2 separate regions of the Oryctolagus cuniculus genome follow, and region 1 is linked to region 2. The links are chromatin contacts, called in public Micro-C maps. All regions are on one chromosome and are shown on one strand. The core of a region is the stretch at or near the end of the contact, and the rest is flanking DNA. Distances in the headings are between cores, read along the strand shown. Region 1 holds the start of BNIP1 (BCL2 interacting protein 1). Region 2 holds the start of RPL26L1 (ribosomal protein L26 like 1).

What was found. Hi-C and Micro-C count contacts between places; a contact is called where the count stands out from the background.
Region 1: a contact with region 2 is called in a Micro-C map of ear pinna, with 8 times the contacts expected there. The contact joins the promoter of BNIP1 here to the promoter of RPL26L1 in region 2. A contact is called at or near these places in 2 of 6 Hi-C or Micro-C datasets (ear pinna and an unstated tissue).

What each region holds. Positions count from the first base shown.
Region 1 is chr6:59,662,473-59,666,730 of mOryCun1.1, forward strand. It overlaps BNIP1 (BCL2 interacting protein 1), which reads left to right and starts at 1,710. Exons shown (of 7, transcript XR_516447.4): 1 at 1,710-1,843. It also overlaps a transcript of CREBRF not described here.
Region 2 is chr6:59,494,520-59,498,882 of mOryCun1.1, forward strand. RPL26L1 (ribosomal protein L26 like 1) reads left to right here and starts at 1,437. Exons shown (of 4, transcript XM_002710380.5): 1 at 1,437-2,748; 2 at 3,063-3,239. The coding sequence starts at 2,596.

The DNA.
Region 1 (4,258 bases), core at 460-2,959, 170 kb after region 2:
TGGAGCAGCAGGGACTTGAACTGTCGCCAATACGGGATGCTGGCACCACAGGCCGTGGCTTAACCTGCTGAGCCACAATGCGGGATGATGCCAGTAAAGCATGTGACAAAGTGCCCAGATGAGGGCCAGTGATACAGAAACAGCAGCCAACAGGCATTCGATTCTCACACTGTGCTGAGTGCTTTTCATACATTATCTCATTTAACCAGCACATGCTGTGAGGTAGGTGCTATTATTATCAGTTACCTGAGGAGGCTGAGCACAGATCTGAGTGGGCTATAGAGCAGGTGCACATGCCAGCAACACATTGCTTCTGTCCTAGGCGCAGTGGGGGGCTGAGCAGCCTGAGTGGGTGTATGGGGAAGGCTGCAGGGACACAGAGGGGTAAGCACATACCCTGCTAATGCAGTGCTCCCCTGCAGGCCGGATGGGCTTTTGAGAAGGAAGTGCCTTTCCATCAAAGCTCCGCCACTTTCAAGTTGGGTTATCTTAGGACAGCTTGCTTGTTTTGCTTTAATCTACTTTCAGCCTGTCTCCCGCTAGGTAAAACTGGGGTATTACCAGTTTTGAGGGTGGTTGTGAGGATTAAGAGAAATGAATGCAGCTGGGCACTCAGGTCCTCACAGTCTGGGCTTGCTTACACGAACTGAGCAAAACTGGATGAGGTCTGGGCAGAGGGAGCTTGGCATCCCACAGCTACAGAGGGAGCCTAAGGATTCCGGGAAGGGTGGGGTGGGGTGGGTTGACTCATGGCCTCGGGGCCCTGTGAACTACTTAGTAGTAAAAATAAAATGGGGAGTGGGCATTTGGCGTGGCAGTTACGTGACAATTTGGGTTGCCACTTGGGACATCTGCATCCCATTCCAGTCCTGGCTACTCTGCTTCTCATCCAGCTTCCTGCTTAATGGGCATCCTGGGAGGCAGTGGATGATGGCTCAAGTACTTGAGTCCCTGCCACCCGCATAGGAGACCTGGATGGAGTTTCTGGCTCCTGGCTGCTGGCTTTTGCCTGGCACAGTCCTGGCTCTTGGAGACATTTGGGGAGTGAATCAGCAGTTGGAAGACCTTTCTCTTCCTCTCAAATAAAATGAAAAAAAAAAAAAAAATTTTTTTTTTTAATTTAAAAAAACTGAGCCAGTTGTTGGCTATTCATTTGCTTGTTGCGGGCTTGCTCTGAAATTATTTCCGTCAACAGAACTACATAAACCTATGATGACCACTCCAGTGACAGAGATTTAATCCAGTTGTACAGAGGCCACAGAAGGGGTGTAGAGCAGGGCACTGACTCATTATCTGTCTTAAAAGGATTCCTCAGACCCTGTGGGATTGGAGGAGTGACCTACCTCGAAGTCCATGCATTAAAAAAAAAAGTTTATCATATTCTCTTTTACTCCATATTTATACTCACTATAGGAAGTAGGAAAAATACAGGAAAATTTAAAGAAACATAAGATTGTTAATTACATCTTCTAGAGACATCCCAATGTATACTTTTTTCTGTGCAAAAAATAAAAAATACGTGGTTGTTAGCATGGCTGATGGAACATGGAAAGAGCCCACTGTTAAGCGTTCCATCTTGTCTTCCTCTCCGTTTTGCTAGGACCCAACTCAGGCCGTTTCCCTGCACGTGTCAGGGACAGTCTCCAAGACGCCGGCCTCTAGGGGGCGCTGCCCGGAGAAGAAGCGGGGAGGGAGAGACGGCGGTGCGGAAACGCGTTTGGATTTGGACACCGCCGCTGTCCGTAGCTGGCGTTCCAACATGGCGGCTCCCCAGGACGTCCACGTCCGGATCTGTAACCAAGAGATTGTCAAATTCGACCTGGAAGTGAAGGCGCTTATTCAGGTACTGATTCCAGGGGCCCTGCCAGGCTTCAGCAGTCGTAACCCAAACTTCGCTGGTGAGCTCGGCGGCCTCACTCCCGAACTGATCCCACTCGGTCAGCGCTCCTGGGCCGTGGGTCGTCTCCCATGGCCGGCTCCCTCCTTGTCCACCCCATGTGGTCTGATCAGGGTGCTCCAGGCTCGCCCTCTCCTGGGACTCCCCCGTATCTGCCGCCCCAGACCCAGCTTCCTTAGTGGTTCCGCCCGGCCCCACCCACGGTCCTGGCCGCCTCCCCGCCCCTGACTACCTCACAATACACCTGTCACCGTGCGCGGCCCCGCCTTCTGACACTTCCTTGCCTGTCATTCGTGGCGTCCTGCAGTCTTTAGCCCCCGCCGGCCAGCGCGGCCGGTCCGGTGCCCTGTGGCACCCAAGGACGCTTGGCACTGGAGATGCTGGGTGAAGGGAACGTGACCGGGCCGATAGTCGCGATGTTGTGAAGCAAGGCCTGGGTCAGAAGGCGGGCAGGGAAAGACAGCCTAGGCAAAGACCGTTACAGGGTCTCCGCTCTGTTTAACAGCTAGGGGAAGCGAAGGGCTTTGCGTTATGCTGTTTAAGGGTAAAAGGCAGTAGTGCAGTAAAGCAGTTGATGAAGGCAAGAGTTAGGAATGCAGAAATGAGTCCTTAAACTCTGGCTTTCCGCAAATCATTTCAGTTGACAATGAGTGTCACTAAACAGATATAGACAATGTGGGTGAAAGCGTAGGGCTCCGCAGGTAAGCCAGACACAGAATAAACCAAAATTAGTGCTTTATCGTATGGAGAAAGAAAGTGTGATTTAATGAGGAGGCCACAGAACAAGTCAAGAAACTTGGTGGAAATAAATTTCTTAAACTTTGCTTCTTCAAAGGAGAAACTACAAAACTTCTGGGCCAATTCTAGAAAAATAAATGTAGTGTTCATACAAATGAAGTTACCTTTTCACATAATTCCAATTGCTTGGGCCCCCTTTTGGGTTCTTGTGCTTGCTAAAGAGAAAGATAGGTTTTAACTGGGTGAATTGCACTGTCTTCCAGCTTCTCTGCTAAGTGCTTTGCGTAGATACAGGGTTTTTCTATGGAGGTGATGTGTTGAAGAAACTGAGGTATGTAGAACTTACCATTTACATAGCCAACAAGTTGCTGTAGCCAGGATTTGAAGACACATCATCTGGTTTGAGAGTCTGTATTAAAACCTGGCCCCTGTAATTCGAAATGCCAAGAAACAAACTCCAAATCTACTTTTTTTTTTTTTTAAGATTTATTTATTTGAAAGAGTTACACAGAGAGAGAAGAGGCAGAGAGAGAGAGAGAGAGAGAGAGAGAGGGAGGGAGAGAGGTGTTCCATCCGTTGGTTCATTCCCTAATTGACCACAATGGTTGGAGCTGTGCCGATCTGAAGCCAGGAGCTTCTTCCGGGTTTCCCATGTGGGTGCAGGGGCCCAAGGACTTGGGTCATTTTCTACTGCTTTCCCAGGCCATAGCAGAGAGCTGGATCAGAAGTGGAGCAGCTGGGACTCGAACCAGCGCCCATATGGGATGCCGGCACTTCAGGCCAGGGCATTAACCCGCTGTACCACAGCACCGTCCCCTCCAAATCTTTTTCTTTTCTTTTCTTTTTCTTCTTCTTCTTCTTCCTCTTTTTTTTTTTTTTTGACAGGCAGAGTGGACAGTGAGAGAGAGACAGAGAGAAAGGTCTTCCTTCTGTTGGTTCACCCCACAAATGGCCGCTATGCCGCTATGGTCAGTGCTGCGCCGATCCGAAGCCAGGAGCCAGGTGCTTCTTCCCGGTCTCCCATGTGGGTGCAGGGCCCAAGCACCTGGGCCATCCTCCACTGCCCTCCCGAGCCACAGCAGAGAGCTGGACTGCAAGAGGAGCAGCCAGGACTAGAACCCCGTGCCCATATGGGATGCTGGCACCGCAAGTGGAGGATTAACCAAGTGTGCCACTGCGTCGGCCCTCCAAATCTACTTTTAAAACATTTCTGTAAACTCTGATTTGGGCTAGCATTGTGGCACAGTGGGTTAAGCCACCTCTTGCAGCATCCAGTGTCAGCCCTGGCTGTTGTAGCTATTTATGGAGTGAACTAGCAGATGTAAGATCTCTGTCTCTCCCTCTCTGTCAGTCTGCCTTTCAAAATGAAAAGATCTTGAAGGGGAGGGGGGAACAACTTTGGCTTATAATAGATGGCTTGCAAAATCAGACTAAGTTAGGTGACAGCATTGTAGTGCAGTGGATTAAACCTCTGCTTGTTACACAAGCATCTAATATTGGAGTGCTGGTTTGAGTCCCAGCTACTCCACTTCCTATCCAGCACCCTTCTAATGTGCCTTGGAAGGCAGCAGAAGAGGTCTAAGTACCAGTGCCCTGCTGCCCATATAGAGAACAGGATGGAGT
Region 2 (4,363 bases), core at 187-2,686:
ACCAGTTCAAGTCCCAGTGGCTCCACTTTTGATCCAGCTCCCCTGCTGATGGCCTGGGAAAGCAGCAGAAGATGGCCCAAGTGCTTAGGCCCCTGCTCCTGTGTGGGAGACCTGGAAGAAGCTCCTGGCTCCTGGCTTCACGTTGGCTCAGCATCAGCCATTGTGGCCATTTGGAAATCATAGGATGGAAGACTTCTCCCTTTGTCTCTCCCTCTCTGACTCTGCCTCTCAAATAAATAAATGATCTTAAAAACAAACAAACAAACAAACAAAAAAAAACAGGCAGACTTGGGGCAGAGGAGGGTCCTTAAGGATTCTGCAGACACATTATGGGGCGTGTGCTGTGGCGTAGTGCCTGTGGCACCAGCATCCCATATGGGCTCCCATCCTTGCCCCTGCTGCTCCACTTCCTGTCCCGCTCCCAGATAATGGCCTGGGAAAGCAACAGAAGATGGCCCAAGTCCTTGGGCCCCCGCATTCAACATGAGAGACCCGAAAGAAGCTCCTGGCTCCTGGCTTCAGCCTTGCCCAGCTTCGGCCACTGTGGCCATTTGAGGAGTGAACCATCAGATGGAAGACCTACCTCTCTCTATAACTCTTTCAAATGAATAAAAATAAATCTTAAAAAAAAAAAAAAAAAAAAAGCGTGTGCAAGTGAGTTAGTAAATGAATGCGGGAACAGAGAGGGAGCCAGTGAGAGGCGGCGCTTGCAGGGAGTGCACATGCTCTGTAAGAGCTGCCCTGGGGCGGACCTTGGTCCCCTTCTGTGTGCCCTTGGTCTTGCCCGCCTCTGCCCCTGCACTGTTAAAGGTTAAGTGACTTCTTCTTTCCTCATCACAGGCCCCCCCCCCCCCCCCCCCGCAGCCCCAGTAACCTCCCTACTCCTGGATCAGGGCACGCACACTGGGTGGCATTGGGGTTGCTGTTGCCTCAACTACTGTAAGGGCAGGCAAACAGCCCAGGAGTGGCCATCCTCCAGAGGTCTCCAAGGCTGGCTGCAGAGGATCTAGGGCAAAACCTGAAGTAGGATCCAGATGGTGCTGGGATCCACACTGATGCCTTGTGATCCTGCCTACCAGTACATACTGGCGTTTAACCATTTCACCACCAGTAATAAACTGAGAGTGTGGCTGAGGGATGTGGGGCAAGACATCACCCTCTCTGAATTCCAGGGTCTCCTTCCATCAACTCATGTGCAGCGTCTGGCACAAGGCAGTCGTCCAATAGATCCAGGACCAATGAATGAATGAATGGGAGGGTTAGCGGTAATGAGCGAATAAGACCTTGCACAGAATAAGCCTTTTGGAGGCCCAGAGCCCTTCCCTGTCTCCCGGCCTTTGCGGTGCCCAGGAAGGGGACCTCCCGTGTGGTGGTCCACGCGTGCAGGCTCGCCAGGGCCGCAGATGTCTCAGCCTGTCCAGCCGCCAGGTGGCGCCCGCACCTCCCGCAGAATGGGAGGTGCAGGCCGGGAGGTGGGCGGCAGGACGCGGAGACGCGCGCGGCTCGGTCGCAGCAGGTGCGGCCAGGCGGAGAGGGGCGGAGCGGCGGCAGCAAGTCCAGCGGAGCACTCCGAAGCGGAGCACCCGGCACCCGAGTTGGTCCTTTTGGTAGAAAAAGGCTGATTGGTTGATTGATTTGACACAGGGAGAGGGCGAGGCGTGGGGCAGAGAAGATCTTCCCTCCACTGGGTCACTCCCCAGATGGCCACAACAGCCAGGGCTGGGCCGGGCAGGGGCTCTGTGCGGGTCTCCCCCGTGGGCGCAGGGATCCGACGACTTGGGGCCGTCCTCCGCTGCCTTCCCAGGCCATCAGCAGGGAGCAAGCAGCACGGCGTCCTGGGGCGCGGGCTTCTGGCTCACCTGCTGCACCAGCACACCCGCCTCGGTGATCGTTCCCGCAGCTACTGTAGAGGTATCACGCGTGATCTCTAGCCGCGCGGCAGAGTGCACGTGTGGGTATCAGACACAGAGAACTAACAGGAATTGATGATAAAGGTAGCCCGAGGGTAGGCACCGTGGAAAGCGGGGGCCTCTGATGTTTGACTGGGGCTGAGCGCCGCGTGCCAGGCTCGGCTGTGCCCACGCGGCATGGATGAGCTCATGTAGTCCTCGTGGCACCCCTGCGCGGCGCCTCCTGGGCCCGCCGCCATTTACAGAGGAGAAAACGTGGAGGCGTTCTCCTGAGGTCGGCCTGGGTGGCCCCTGCCCTTCACAACAGGGAGAAACCAGCAAACACAAGGGAGTTTTTGCAAAGTCCAGTGTTTGGTGCACAGCGATCCTCGAATTCTAGTGCACCACAAAATCCTCCGTGGATGGAAGAGTGACCCAGACCCACCATTGTCTGGTTCTGCACGACTTGTGATGGGGCCCGAAAGTCTGCATTTTAAATATGTTGCCTAAGACGCCAGTCCGCAGGCTGCAGGGGCATAGGGAGAGTATGGGGCAGGTGACGAACTCCCGACGGTGTGCCTGTTAAAGGAACCCCCGTGAGCCCCCATCGCGGACCCTAGGAAAACAGGCGCTTGTCTCCAGAGGCGCCACCTCTTGGGATTCCCGGCTTGAGGCCGCGCCGGGCTCTCCCGCCCCGGGGAACGAGATGCTGCAATCCCACCCCGGGCCGCAGGGGGCGCCCGTCTGCTTGCTTCCAACGGGAAGGGTGCTTCTCGGTATCTTTCTGCGCTTGCGCGGCCAGGGAGCCCTACTTCCGGTACTGCGCGCGCAAGTCCTGAACGTGTTCGGTACCAAGGAGGTAAGTAGGAGTGTTTTGTGTGCAGCCCCTTCTCTCCGCGTGACCTTCAGCTAAGCATTCTCCCAGCCCAAGCGTCCCTCCCTCAGCCGCTCCCCGCGACCCCTTTGGTCAGGCATGCGCCCCCGACTCAAGTCTTCCTATGTATGGTCCAGACCACGCGCACACCCAACTCTGCGTCCTCCGTCCGCTTCCTCCGTGCCGGTGTCTGCCCCTAGAGCACTTGGGCGGGGACGAGGAGGGGCGTCTCGGATGGGGAAGAGGCCGCCGAAGCCCACCGCGCGCGCCCTCGCTCCCCTTGTCGCCGCCCTCCGCAGACCGTCACCATGAAGTTCAATCCCTTCGTGACCTCGGACCGCAGCAAGAACCGCAAACGCCACTTCAACGCGCCGTCGCACGTGCGCAGGAAGATCATGTCGTCCCCGCTGTCCAAGGAGCTGCGGCAGAAGTACAACGTCCGCTCCATGCCCATCCGCAAGGACGACGAGGTCCAGGTGCGTGTTCCCCGGCTGCGGGGCGCCTGGGCACGAGAGCGTGGTGCGTGCCCGCCGGGGGAGGGGGCTGCAGCCTGTCCCGCCCTGGGCGAGCTGTGTGACGCTGCAGGTGGCGCTAGGGCAAAGGCGGGGCCCACAGCCACCGGGCCGTGCCTGCCCCTCGATAATCAGAACAAGATGGGGTGCTGTCGGCCCTTTGATTGGGCCGCAGGGCTGCTGGTTTGCCAGGGGTGCTCAGGGTGGCTGGTCGAGCTAGGCTTTGCAGGCCCAAGTGCTGCTGTGAGTTCACCGGAAGTGATGGACAGGCATTTGGGGGGAGCGTCGGATGGTGCTGGATTTAGCAGGGGACACAGAGGAGCACGGCAGAGGTGCAAACATTTGGGAAGTTTGGGAAAGTAAAAGCCCTCTGTTGCCTGTGACTGGCACGGACCCTGAGTGGGAGCAGAAGTGACAGAGGAGAGTGAACTGGCCTCTACGGGCTATTTTTGCCTGCTGACCTGATGTTGTTCTGGAAGCTAGCGGTGAACAAGGTTGTCGAGGCTCGTGTTGTGGGATCGCGTTTTAGAGCAGGTGTCTTGACCTCAGCACGGTTGGCCTCTGGGCCCAGATCATTGGTGTGGGAGAGCTGCCCTGGGGAGCATCGCTGGCCAGTCCCCACTTGCAGTCCCCCTCTTCACAACTGTGACAAACTGTGACTCCAGATATTGTCAGACGTCCCCCGGGGGTACGGTGAACTCCCCCCTGAGGTTAGTGGGGCTTGGGGTATGTCAGGCAGTGGACTCTGAGGGCTGAGGGATGTGTTCGAGGAAGAGACTGGAGCACACTAGAATACGGCATGGAGGAAGGGAAAGCAGGGGTGGCTGGAGTATGAGCAGTAGTTGGTGCTCCTGTCTCTCCTTCCCAGCAGACACGTTCTAGAAGGGGGGACCTGCGGCTGACTGCTGGGGCTAGGCAGACAAGCTCAGTAAGGGAAGTGGGCCGCTGCTGAGAATGTGGGGAGTTCTTGCCTCACTTGCGGAGACAGGCTTGTGCCTCCAGCCCTCTGCCAGAGAGAAATCCGGGCTGTTGTCAGATTCTTTTGTTTTGCAAGGGCACAGGAAAAATGAGATTCTCTTCCCCGGCCC